Linked DNA regions of Gossypium hirsutum: regions 2 and 3 are each linked to region 1. The links are chromatin contacts, called in public Hi-C maps. All regions are on one chromosome and are shown on one strand. The core of a region is the stretch at or near the end of the contact, and the rest is flanking DNA. Distances in the headings are between cores, read along the strand shown. Region 1 holds the start of LOC107896884 (transcription factor MYB16). Region 2 holds the start of LOC107896861 (alcohol dehydrogenase 1B). Region 3 holds the start of LOC107896860 (U2 small nuclear ribonucleoprotein A').

Region 1 (4,666 bases), core at 747-3,246:
GAAGATAAATAAGATGTGGAAGAGAAACGCCAAGATATCTGTTGAACAACTAATATTCAGGTAATATAACAAATGGTTAAATGAATTGGTTATACAAAATGGTAATGTGAAATGTTTACAGGAATTGGTCATATGGAAATAAATGTACAAAATAGTTGTATGAAATAATTTATAAGATAGATAAATGAAATAAGTATAGGTACATGGAATTTAAATTATGTTAAGTTTAATACGAACCATTACCGAAATAAATATACCTAAGATATAAAGAAATGATGGTGCATGAAATGTTGATATAATGAAATGAATGATATATGTTATTAAAGAAACGGTAAGAGAATGATATGTATCATGACACGTACATATGAGATTATCTTTTTTATGTTAACATAAGGAAAATATGTAAGTTAAGACGAGTATTAAATTCAAATATGACATATTGAGAAAATAAGAATTTATATGAAAGATGTGTAAGTACACTAACAAGTGTTGTTGTTGATGCTTAGGTAAGTGCCAAGCCATTGATTGAATGGTAATATATTTATTGATGCATTGAATTGATAAGTATTTAAGTGAATTTTTTTTAGTGATTTGCAAGTGGTAGTAATGCTCCGAAACCCTATTCTGGCAGCGGATACGGGTTAGGGGCGTTACATGAAAACCCTTGTAGGTCTAAATTAGAAATTAATTCTACAAGGATGTGGGACACGGGCATGTCCTAGGGTGCTTAGGCCGTGCGAGCCACACAGGCAATCAACACAACCATCTTGAAATGGTCACACGGGCATGTTATCCTTCCACACAGGCGTATGCCCTGTTTTAAAAGCAAATTTCCTAATGTTGGTTTAAGGACCCGAAATGGTTTCGAATAGTTTTCAATGATCAATTTGAGGCTCTTAGGCCCATAATAAGATGATTAAAGTAGAAATTGAAAAGTTTTAATTTGGACTGAGTCTCGGTAATTTAAGATGGGTTGTATGCATGAGATCAAGTTAGGTAATGCCTTGTACCTAGCCCCGACGTGGGTTACGGGTAAAGGGTGTTACAGGACTTCATTTGAAGATTCTGCATGTGATCAAGTTATCATATATGATGAGATCCAATTTCTATAGAAGTCCAATAAATGAAAAAAATGCTTATTTAATGCCATATAGAAGTCTAATTGAAGCACAATTACAAGAGCATATATCGTTCACACTAGTTAGAGATTTGCAAGACAAAAATGCCTATTTAAAGAAGGCTTGTTTACTTGATTATGTACAAGTTGTAGAGAGCTCAAATCTACTTCATCTTAGAAACTTATTTTCAATGTAAATACATTGTAATCAAACTATTATGAGGTTTAACTTGTAGCTAAGTTTTCTAAGAGAAATACTTAGTGGGGAGAGTGATCTTTGTTAATGTATAAGAATGAAGTTACAGCTTGATAAATGAGTTGAACTTAAATCACGTATTATTTTGTTGATATATAATGAATTACTCTTTAAATAATACCTCATAAATATAAAACAAATTCTCAAACTGAATAATCAATCGTGTCTACTTTTAATATTTCAATTGTTGATTCAATTACAACTTAATTAATAATTGAGAACCAACTCAACCCTTTTCCTAATCAAATGATTACGGTAATATTTTTGTAACACTCTTCTTATACATATGTGTGTGTGGGCTTCTTTACCAAATTGCCTACAACTTTAACATTTAACCTTCAATAAATCTAAAAGCAGCTGGAATTATTAAAATACTTTGTTTTTATTGAAATTCAACTTTAGTAGCTAATTAATACATCTTAAAAAATGGGTCAAAATTTTAAAGAAGTCACATCACAGTGAGTAATGTAATGTAAGAAAATTTTGAGAGAGACTTGAAATATTAGATCTGACCCCACACCATTTACTGTACCCTTTTGCTTTCTTAATTGTGAGGACCCAAAAATCCTTCGAAATCTCCATTTTGGCCATACATAAATGGGACAATTTTTGGATGCCCTATGAATCAAGTAAGGCAAAGCTTCGTAGTGAAGTAATGTTAACTAAAGTTGGGTTTTAAATTCTTCATTGCAAATGTTACTTTAGCATATACTCTGACCATCCCATTTATTTGGCGTACCTTTCTTCTCTGCCCATCTCTTCATTTACAAACACAAGCTTCCTCCTCTCTCACTCTTACACAAGTTTATCATATCTTGTGTAAGTAAGAGTGCTGTTAAAACAGAACCCAACTTAAATTTCTTCTTCTTTTTTTTTCTCATTTAATTTCACTATATTGTACCCAATGGGGAGATCACCTTGCTGTGACAAAGTGGGGTTGAAGAAAGGACCATGGACACCAGAAGAAGATCAGAAACTCTTAGCTTACATTGAAGAACATGGTCATGGAAGCTGGCGTGCCTTGCCGGCCAAAGCCGGTGACTAAACCCTAGCCTTACTTTTCTTGCTTACTTCATTCTCATTCCTCTCTCGTTCTCAAATTTTCTTCTTTTACTTTCTGTTTAGGTCTTCAAAGATGTGGAAAGAGCTGCAGGCTTAGATGGACTAATTATCTCAGACCTGATATTAAGAGAGGAAAGTTTAGCATGCAAGAAGAGCAAACTATCATTCAACTTCATGCCCTTTTAGGGAACAGGTCAAGAAAATTTCATCACAATGTTGCTTAGTCAGAAATGATAGTTTTTTTTTTCTTTTCTTTTTCCATCAAGACCCTTGAATATATATTTCAGAGTTTTTGTCCGTTATCACTTTAAAAACATAGCTTGTTTTCTGAACTTGGGTGTTCTCAATTTCTCAACCTATTTTTCCATATTTGGTTGTCAAGTTTAAGTTAAAAATCTCGTTGGATTCAGCTGTATATATATTTGTATATAATGGCCGGACACAGTTACTTAGACGTTGAACTGCTGCCAGTCTACCCTATCACCTATAAAACCCTTCTTTATTTATAGTATGGTATCTTTAAAAGACTAATGGGTTTTATTTAACTCGCAAATCAGTTTTTTGTTTTCATTTTTCTTCCGTCATTTTCTTGTCTATCTGATCAATGGTTTTGTTTTTTTTATCTTTTAGATGATTGAAACATCGAAAGAAACTGTTTTGTGGGCAGTTGACGGTTTCTTTTATCTTGGTTTTGGATAAAGGGTTGTATTTTCTTGTGTCTGCAGGTGGTCGGCTATAGCCACTCACTTGCCAAAGCGAACAGATAATGAGATAAAAAACTACTGGAATACTCATCTTAAGAAAAGGTTAGCCAAATTGGGGATTGATCCGATCACTCACAAGCCAAAATCTGATGCTTTACTCTCCATTGATTCTCAATCCAAGAGTGCAGCAAACCTTAGCCATATGGCTCAGTGGGAAAGTGCTAGGCTTGAAGCTGAAGCTAGATTGGTTCGAGAATCAAAGCTACGTTCACATTCACATTCATTTCAACACCGCCTGACTCGTCCACCAACAGCAGCTTTTGCTTCTTCAGCCGGTGAGCTTGTGAATAAGACAGCTTGGAACAGTACTGCCGGGTGGAGTAAATCCAGTGAAGTTAATAATGGTGTTGTAAACAATGGATTTGGTGACCTCGAATCTCCCAAATCAACACTTACTTCCTCAGAAAATGGGGTTGGATTGAGTTCAATGGGTATGCCAGATTTTGTTGGCACTGCATCAGCTTCATCTCAGATCAAACAAGAAGGTGAACAAGAATGGAAAGGCTTTGGAAGTTCAACTAATTTGGCCATGGAGAATGGGTTCAATGATATTGGAAACGCAATGGAGGATGGCTTCATTAACCTTCTTCTCAATGATTCCACCGACCCCAGTTTATCAGATAGTGGCAAAGAATCTGATGGAAACAGCGGTGATGGTATTGCCAGAGATGATCACTATGAAGATAACAAGAATTATTGGAACAGCATTCTTGATTTGGTGAATTCTTCCCCATCGGATTCACCAATGTTCTAAACAATTAATTAATGCCTTTTGGCCTAAGTCAAAAGAGCCATTAATTACATTTTCCAGTTGTTCTTAAATATTGGAAATCCCCCATCAGATGATTAAACGTTTGCCCCCAAAGTATAACAGCGTTGAGGAACCACTCCTTCAAAACAATGAAATGTACACTGGTAGCTTTTCAATTTTAGTCTTGTTAAAGTTGATAGAGGGTTTAACATGTTTGAGTTAAATTCAATGATATTTCAGTTCAACCTTTTTTTCTTTTTCATATTTTTTAATCTCTCTACCTCATATCATTTTACCCTCAAATTTAATTTCCTTTTTCTTTTTATATGTAGAAAAGTCCAAAATAAACAAAGAGATGTATTTATGACTGACTTTAATGCTGGCTGTTTCAGGTCACATCATTTTACATTCATCAAATTGCAATTCCAGGTTTACTTTATATTTATTTTTTACTTTACAATGTTTTTTTAATTATTTTTTTGTGATGGTGTTTTGTCTGAAATTACTACATCTAATTTGGTACGTCAATTTGCTTGCTATATGACAAGCAGTTGTAATATTTTTCGTACAAACCAGCAATGGGTAATTTCTTTTTTCTGATATTTTCTATATAATTTATGTTTAAAATCCGTAGGTTTTTTTTTAATAATATCAACGGATTTTAGGAGAAATATGTTGAATTGAAAATTGAGAATTGCGTTGTCTATTCAACAATG
Region 2 (4,666 bases), core at 966-3,465, 210 kb before region 1:
GCCATTATTTGACCCAATTTCTCATTTTATTTCCCCGTGAAGGACTTCTGAAAATAGATGGTAGGAGTACCTAATTTGCTTTTTGTGCAAAAACACTTTATTTGTGAGATAGGTCCAAAATACAAATAGTAAAGAATCACATTTAGTGAGAAATGGCTTCCAAGTTAACTAGGTAAACTTCACTTGCAACATAGATTCAAAAGACATACAGTACAAATATAATTGCCAATAATCAAGATACGATAATATTATTTCCAAGTTGGCAATAGAAGAAGCCAACAGAATACTCTAAGGTTTTCTGGTGATATGCCAGTTCAGGTGTTCAGCTAATTTCTTTAAAGATTGGATTAAGTTCGGTTTCTCATCCATGAATTTTTAACATAATTAAAAATCTCTCGTTGTTTTGTGCTAAGCTTCTTGTGAACTGGAAATAGCTTTAACAACCATTTTATTCCTGTACAACTTAATATATAAGTTAGCCTGAAATCCATATGCATGGTGTGCATCTATCTTTATCCTCTAACAGTTATGCTATCATTTATGCTTTCTTAGGACTCCTAGGTGCCTTTTACACCTTGTATATTGAAGACAAACACACTGACTTTTTCAAAATGACTAGTCAAACCAATTATCTTGTTTCAAAATCAGCTTAATATATAAGTACCTTGAACCAACACCTCCGACTCCAATCACAGCAATGGAATCCCCAGGGCAGACCTCAGCCGCATGTCTCATGGCACCATATGCAGTAAATACAGCACATCCTAAAATTGCAGACTCAGTGTATGGCAATGATTTTGGCAAAATAGCTAAACCATGTGCTGGAATGACACAGTATTCAGCAAGGCCTCCCATGCTATACATGTATACCGGTTTTCCTACACAAATAGCATAACTTCAGTTATTCAACAATGATGTCAATAGTATGCAGATAAAGTTACAGCAAAAGAGCAAACTGATGCGTAAGATGGTTGACACGCTGCAGTTAAAAGGCATTCAAGAATCAAGAAGCACATAGACAAAATTCCGGATAACCATGCTTTCATTGAGAGAAAATGTAGCAGGTTCATCATAATATAGGAAAATTAATAATAAAAGTACCACTGTTGCGGAGGAAAAGCCGTGTTTCCCCATCATAAAGGGTCCCCTTCGCTCGATTATAGGAAAAGAAGTCTTCACATAAATCATCATGGCCCTATCTCCCAAAAACGAAATGATAAAAAGATTGTAGTTGTCGTGATAATTGAATTGAAATGCAAGCATAGCATCTCAAAGCAGGGTACCTTAGAACAGAAGAAACAGTTACCACAAGGCATGATAAACGCTCCCACCACTTGAGATCCAATTGGAAATCTGAGAACAACCAAAATGAAAATTATAAAGTCCATGCGGCCGCCAATCTCTATCTCCACCAAAAACAATTGTGACAGGCATAACTTAATGAGAATGTGCAAAGAACATGAATGAATGCAAGAAAAAGAAGTGATCTCATTCTATACACAGTAGAAGTAAAGAATGTAATTAAAACCTTTCGATGATTTTGCGATCGGTAAGTGGCCCATGTTCAACGATTTCCCCCGTTACCTCGTGCCCGATAACACAAGGACTAGAAAATGGTATTTCGCCTTTTATAACATGAAGATCAGAGTGGCATACTCCACAGGCTGTAACAAAAGAACCCAATGGAGTTGACCCATTTCAAATCTTGGTGTTTCCTTTCACAAGAAAAAGAAAAGAAAAAAAGAAAAATACCCTTGGTTTTAATAAGAACTTCTCCAGCTTTTGGACGAGGCATATGAAATTCTTCAATAGTGAGGGGGGTGTCAGGTTCCCAGAAGACGGTCCCTCGCATATATCCACCAGAGCTGACATGATAAGCAGCCGAAGATGATGGTAGGCTCCTCTCCGCCTTGTCGATGTTGTTAGCAACGAGATTCGAAAACCAACGAGAGGACAATAAGATGGTAGGATTGGTGGGTTTAGAGGAAAGCAGGTTCCTGGAGATGGCAATCCGACTTAAAATTGATGGAAAACCCATTATTATTCTTGTGATCTAGTGGTGGAAGTTGACAATCGGCGAGCGGAGCAGTGGAATGGAGTGGGACAGTGGATGGGACTTCTTAGTTTTGACTTAGTACCATCCTAAGGTCTTAGCTGAGTTTCATCCGCCACGTCACCATTTTTGGGATAATTATCCTCGTCATCACGTGTTTTTTACGTGAAAGAAAAACCTACCCAAAAAAGTGGTACTATAATAATGGAGATACCAGTATTCCTACCACTATAGTTGTTCAAATCTTTTTAATTATGCAATAGTATTCAAACTTATTATTTTTTTATTTAGGGATTGGAGAGAGATTAAGAATATTTTTAGTTATTATGTTAAAAAGAATAAGTATAATTAAAATAAATATATATTTTTTGATTTACAATTTTATCTATTTTTATTTAATTGATATAATATTATAGTTTTTTTTTGAGAAAATAGATTTTATTTTCATATGGTATAATTTATATAATATATAAAAAAATGTAATATTTGTTATATTGTTTTTTTTTAAATGGATCATGTTCCGATTTTGATATTAAAGCTAATTTTATAACTTAGAACAAGACCTTCAAACTTATCCAATGACTTGGTATTAATTCAACTAATTGGTTTGATAAATATATTTTATTGAATAGAATATCACAATCCAATCATTATCCTTGTTAGTATTTTCCTGTAAAATTTTTTAACTTGATATGTTAATTAAACTGCATTCATATGACGTAGTATATGAATAATAGGAAATAAATATATTAAATTGACAAAATTTGATGGAAATTACTAACAATTATAATGATTGAATTAGGGTTTTTAAAATGAAAAAAAATAGAAATTGAATTTATAACATATAGGAGTAAGGGCCTGTTCTACAGTGCTTAAAAAATGTACTTCTGGCTTTAAAAGCACTTTTAGAAGAAAAGCGGTGCTAAACAAGCTATTTCTTCTGAAAATGAGAAGCTAAAATTTTTAACTTTTCCTCTCCCAAAAGCACTTTTAGTGTTTAATTACTTTTTCACCTCTAATAACATAGTATTTCCCTTTTTTTTTCTTGGTGGTTAATTACAAATGTGTTAAAATTATTAATTAAAAATAAAAAAATATTTTTTTAAAATACTAATTATAAATATTTAATGGTTATATTTAAATATTTAAAATATAGTTTATATATTCTAATTAAATTTTCTAAATAATTAATATTAATTGCTTAAAAATATTTAAAATTTATATTTCATATATTAAAATATAAACAACAAGTTATAATCATTTTTTTATATTCTTAATAAAATATAATAATATTAACTAATTTAAATATTATTTAAATACATATTTGTTACTTGATAATAACATGTCTAAAATGGACATTTTATTTCTCAAAAGTACTTTTTTACGGCAATGCTAAATACTCAAATTTTAAACTAAACTTTTCAAAAGCACTTCTTAAAAGCACTTCTCAAAAGCATTGCCAAACTAGCCCTAAATCTCAAACTTTATAGAAATACAAGAATAATAGCATGTTTTTAACCTAGTAAATAGGATGAAAACTTACAAACGATAATGAATCTTATTTGACTTGGCGTTAAGGTTACAATAACTTTCGGTAAAAAGACTTCTTTGGTCTTTTTCAATTTTGATATTGAGCAAATTTGTCTCTTTCAAAAAAGTCATAGCAATATAATCCATGTTAATTTCAAAAGTGAGTAACTAAGCACAATTAATCGCAATATTAATGTTTTTGTAAATTCTACATATTTTTATTGATATAATAACAAACTTAGCCCTCAAGGTTTACAAATTCTGTCAATTTGGTCTTGATTTAACAAATTTAGCCTGTCATATTTATGCATTAGGCCAAGTTAGTCTTGATTCAATAGATTTACATAGAATATACAAACATCAAACTAAATATGTTATTATGCCAATCAAAATTTGTATAATTGATGAAAAAATTAACAATGTGTTTAATTTTCACTTCTGAAACTGGCAAGAATTAAATTGTATAAATTTTAAAAAAAAATCAATTTGCTGAATATGAAATTGAAAGGAATTGTAGAGGTATTTTTAAGGAATTTTTCCAAATAGATATAGGTTAAAAGGATCCAGCGTAGTAAAATGAACAGTAAATTCAAAATTTTAAGTTGGATAATAAAAAAAATAAGTTGGATTAGCGGCCTACATTAAAAGAAGAAAAAGGTTTTGTAGCTGCATTCCATAGATAAAATTGACTTTTTTTAATTAACTCTTTTTTATACGTTTATCATGTGCAAGTTTTACTTCATATACATGAAATATAAATTATAAAACTGAGTATCAAAAAATGAGAAAAAAATAAAATAAAATAAAAATAAAGAATACACAAATTTTACGTGGAAACCCTTTCGGGAAAAAACCATGGGTAGAGGAGAAGAAAAGTCACTGTCGAAAAATTGAATCAATACAAGAGAAATAGACTATGTCTATTTATAGGCTTGTAAAGCCATATTCTAGTAGGATTGAAACACTTTATCCTAATCAATATAAAATAGATGGAGTTTAATAATGTTTAAAAAATCTTATTCTAAAATAAAATAAAAGAAGTCTAGTTCTATATGGATTTTACTTTTATTTTATTTTCCATCG
Region 3 (4,666 bases), core at 1,197-3,696, 170 kb before region 1:
AAACATAAGCAATCTTCAAAGTTGATAATAAGAAGTGCATCTTTTTTTGCCATCGTCGAAAATTGCCTCCATGAAACCGATCAAGTTTGACAAAATTGGAAGCCAACTCCCTTAGTGCTCCACTTTCATGAGTTGTGGTAGTCATCATGAAATATAACCTTAAAATTGTTAGTACAAATCTCCGGTGAGGAAAATTTTGAACACACGAATGGAACTCGAACAGAAGAAGAAATAGGACAAGGCTCCAAGGCGTGTATCAAGCCACTATCTTTAAGGTTATATTCGCTCCCACCTATCTTCGGTGTGCAAACGAGTTTCAAGCAAATTAACCTCGAGGATACAATGAAGCCAATGGCTATTTGTGTTTTGCACTGACGAGAATAGCCTAGTACACACTAAGCAATGTATGACAAGGAACTCAATTTCTATAAAGAATTTCTGCAGTAATACTTTATAGAATAATCTAATAATATTAGAAAATGAAGGAAGAAAAGAAAGAATATTAGAATTTGTTGGTATGATTTCCAAATGAAATCTCATTCCTATTTATAGGAATTTTCATGTCTCTTCATACAGACATCTTTCATTAATAGGTGTCTTTTTGAATAATAATGTCTTTAAAACAAACACATAATTATTCATTTAATTATAACTATTCAAATAATATTATTTAAATAGTTATAATTCTTTTTCAAAAAATCAAATAATATAACTTTTAGATTAATTACACCCATTCATTTATAGTTATTGGAACACTATAAATATTTAAAAATGTTCCAACAATAATTAAATTTATTTAATATAAATTACATAATATATAATATAAAATACAATAAGATATTACAAAAGTAAAAAAAAAAGTTGGATTTGAACGTTGGATGTTAGAGCTCAAGCTTGAGTCACATTGTATACGAGCTTTTTTTTGCCTAAACCAATCTTTCTAAATTTTAAAATGTTATATTTGAAACGGATCTTCAAGTTTAAATGATTTGAACAAATCTAATTATTAAAAAATACTTTTAATGATGAAACAAATTATTTAAATTAATTTAGATTTTCGAGTCAATAAACTTAATCATCAATTCTTATATAAGTCACAAATATTTAATTTGATCAATTTATATAATTGAACTTCCATTATTATAGATTATGTAACTTATGCTAATTTTATTGAGTAAAAAGTTACCTTAATATGCATACGATAATATTTTAAACATAATCCAATGCTATACTAAGTCACTTATGCATTCCTAGTAAACTTTTCCATTAGAATTACTTAAGTATAAGGAAGGTTTTAGAATGAGATTAGTAATTAAATTATTTAGATTATTGGTTTTCAGTTTGACCGGTTTGATTGATTTGTCATACTTGATTAAATAATTCAATAAAAAATGTATAAAAAAATTAAAACTAGTGAAAAATTAGTTAAATTGATTTTTTTAGTTCAATTCAACTAGTTTGTATTGGTTTATGGTTCAACCTATCTAATTTTTATAATCGGATCGGTACTTCGATCGGTTCCCGATTTAATCGGTCCAATCAACTGATCCGGTCCGAACAACATTAAATATAAGTGACTTAATTTGTTAATAATTAATGTTTAGTGATATATTTAATGAAATTATAAATTTGTGACTTAAATAAAAATTAATGCTAAATTAAGTGATTTATAATGTAAATTACTGTATTATTTCTATTTGTAATAAAGGAGACAGAAAGGATTGCCATAAGTGATTTATAATGTAAATTATTTAATATTAGTTTTATTGTAAAAAATGCTTTTTAACCAAAAAAAATTACCAATTTAAAGGATTAATTTGTTTGGAACTTGACAAGCTTGGGGAGAATTGAGGATAATGATGAGTGGCCAACCCTGTTTGCAATAATGTGTTCACTTATATGGAAAAGTCACAACAATTTTATTTTCAATAACAACTACAACAATATTGATGATGTTGTCAGAACAAGTGTGGCTTGGGCTACAAGCTTTAAGAATTTAAAGTTAGGTGAAGTCTATTATGACCAAAGAATAAGATGTGAAGGCTGGATGATACTAGAGAGAGGGTGGACTAAGCTAAATACTGATGGAGCAGTCTCAGTCTCTAATGGGCCTGCTTAAATTAGAGGTGGAGAGGAACCAATGTTCAAGGTCGAGGAAAGAGCTATTTTAGAAGGACTAAAAACAACATGAGAGTGAAAACAATTTTAATGGCATTGTGGCAAATAATAGGATTTCGGAGTTACGATTGATTTATCATTTCTTAAATCGTGATTTAAAAGTACATTTTCGACATATTTTTAGAAACTACAATAAAACTGCTAATCATATTATTAAAATTGCAAGTTAAAATTACAATGAAATGCATGGCTTTTTATGGTGTTTCCTGTTAAAAAAGAAAAAAGAAAAAAGATAACCAAGCCCTCTTAGTGGCTACAAAATGTTGTCGTTTTAACAGCTGTTTAAGAGCGGGTGAAAAAAATGAAAACGGAACCAAAAGAAATGAATTTTAAGGAGTAAAGGCGCAAAGTGGCCGACTCCGACTCGCCGCTCCCACACTTACGCAACGCAACGCCTCATTGAACAAAGAAAGTGGCGGTGGTTTAGGGTTTTAGCAGAGCAAAAACATAGAAAAGAAGGAAGTAGGTAGGCATGGTGAAGCTCACGGCCGACTTGATTTGGAAGTGTCCTCACTTCTTCAATGCCCTCAAAGAGCGAGAATTGGATCTTCGAGGTGCTGCTTCTCCCTTCTTCCGCTCTAACCCTAACCCTCATAATAATGTTCTCAAAATTCCCTTTCTTTCCTTTTTCCCCTTTCAGGTAACAAAATTGCTGTAATCGAAAACTTGGGTGCTACCGAGGTGTGTATTACTTTGTTTGTGTCAATTTTTAGTGCATTCATAGCTTTAATTTACTGGTGGGTTCCTTTTTTTTTTGTTACATTTGCTCAATTGATAGGACCAATTCGATACCATAGATTTATCTGACAATGAGATTGTGAAGCTGGACAACTTCCCTTATCTTAAACGCTTGGGTACTTTACTTATAAACAACAACCGAGTTACTCGTATCAATCCCAATATTGGGGGTAAGCTTTGAATCAACACTTCAATTTCCCTTGTACTTTAGCATGTGCCCTTTGCCTTTTGATGTTGTCTCTTGGTAGGAAGGCTCTTATGCTGTTCACATTTCCCTTTCTTGCAGAGTTCTTGCCAAATTTACATACGTTGGTTCTCACAAATAACCGGCTGGTGAACTTAGTGGAGATTGACCCTCTTTCATCACTCCCTAAGCTGCAATTCCTTAGCCTGTTGGATAACAATATTACAAAAAAACCTAATTATAGGTTATATGTGATTCACAAACTCAAATCACTCCGTGTTCTGGATTTCAAGAAAGTCAAAGCTAAGGTGATTGGATATGCTAAACTATTATTTTGTCTTTTTATACGGTTTTAATCTGTTATGTTATGCATTTGCTGTTGCCTATGTGAAATTGCTGTGTTTAATTGAGAAACTTCTGGCAGCATACCTGTATTTATTCTCCTGATAGTATTTGCCTGACTGAGCCTTTAGCTTTGTAAATCTGAACTTCCTTTTTGACATTGTTTAATTACTTCATGGTTTGGTTTGAATATATATTTTGCAGCAGCACGTGTAGGTTCACGTAATGCTGTTATGTGGTGACTGATTGAGAATTAGATAATCGATGGAACACTATTAGATGTTAGAATGGTATCTTAGTTCTTCTTCTTATTCTTTTCTGGCCTCGTCTTCATCATTGGTGCTCTGATTACTAGGAAAATACATCCCGAATTTGGATTTTTGTTTAAAATGACAAATCTCTCTTTTAGTCTAATGGTCTAGTATTGCTCATCTTTAACTTATCTCTCAAATAAACACTATACTATAGGATTGAAACTATAGGATTGAAGTATTTATTTGATGTTACTTAAGCATTTCTTTTCTCTTCATCTTTGGGTCGGTGGGGAAGAAAGGGTGGGTGTAGGGGTGGGGGGCTAAATGTTCTGATTTTCGTAGTTTCTATTCCTCATGCAAGTATTACTATTATATGAATTATTTTTCTCATAATTATGCTTCATGGGTCACAGGAGAGACTAGAAGCTGAAAATCTCTTTGCATCTAAAGAAGCAGAAGAGGAAATAAAGAAAGAATCTACAAAGACAGTTGCACCAAAAGAGGTACCAAATGTTTCAGAAGTTGCAGAGGAAGAACAGATGCCAAAAGTGGTTGCCCCAACACCTGAGCAAATTCTAGCTATCAAGGTATTGCCTTTTCCTCATAATACTAGTTTGAATCTAGGATAATAAAGTTGATAGTGTTTTAGTTTTCATAATGGTTATTTTTTTTAATGTGTTTGGCTTTTGCATCTTAGAGGGACTTGAGAGAACTTTATCCGGGACAGGATGAAATAAAAGAAATGATAGAAATTAAGGGTAAAATGGAAGAACCTGCCTTCTGACTACCTCAGTTGCTCACTGAAAAGTATGCTTGGATACCATTTACATATGTGGTAGAAACTTCAAAAGAGCATAATAGTTGAACTGCCTAACAAGAATCTCAGCCAACTTCGTTATATGTTATGATGCATGCATATCTAGATTTTGTTGCTCCGAATCTTCATTTTTCTTGAGGTATTTGTGTTTGG

What was found. Hi-C and Micro-C count contacts between places; a contact is called where the count stands out from the background.
Region 2: a contact with region 1 is called in a Hi-C map of leaf, with 3 times the contacts expected there. The contact joins the promoter of LOC107896861 here to the promoter of LOC107896884 in region 1. A contact is called at or near these places in 3 of 34 Hi-C or Micro-C datasets (all in leaf).
Region 3: a contact with region 1 is called in a Hi-C map of leaf, with 1.6 times the contacts expected there. The contact joins the promoter of LOC107896860 here to the promoter of LOC107896884 in region 1. A contact is called at or near these places in 6 of 34 Hi-C or Micro-C datasets (anther, callus and leaf).

The regions. Positions count from the first base shown.
Region 1 is chrA10:89,530,596-89,535,261 of Gossypium_hirsutum_v2.1, reverse strand. LOC107896884 (transcription factor MYB16) reads left to right here and starts at 1,996. Exons shown (of 3, transcript XM_016822182.2): 1 at 1,996-2,410; 2 at 2,499-2,628; 3 at 3,161-4,195. The coding sequence starts at 2,278. The coding sequence ends at 3,953.
Region 2 is chrA10:89,744,678-89,749,343 of Gossypium_hirsutum_v2.1, reverse strand. It overlaps LOC107896861 (alcohol dehydrogenase 1B), which reads right to left and starts at 2,215. Exons shown (of 8, transcript XM_016822158.2): 1 at 1,753-2,215; 2 at 1,529-1,664; 3 at 1,284-1,353; 4 at 1,102-1,195; 5 at 665-878. The coding sequence starts at 2,038.
Region 3 is chrA10:89,702,656-89,707,321 of Gossypium_hirsutum_v2.1, reverse strand. It overlaps LOC107896860 (U2 small nuclear ribonucleoprotein A'), which reads left to right and starts at 2,446. Exons shown (of 8, transcript XM_016822156.2): 1 at 2,446-2,732; 2 at 2,819-2,859; 3 at 2,957-3,086; 4 at 3,203-3,408; 5 at 4,110-4,283. The coding sequence starts at 2,651.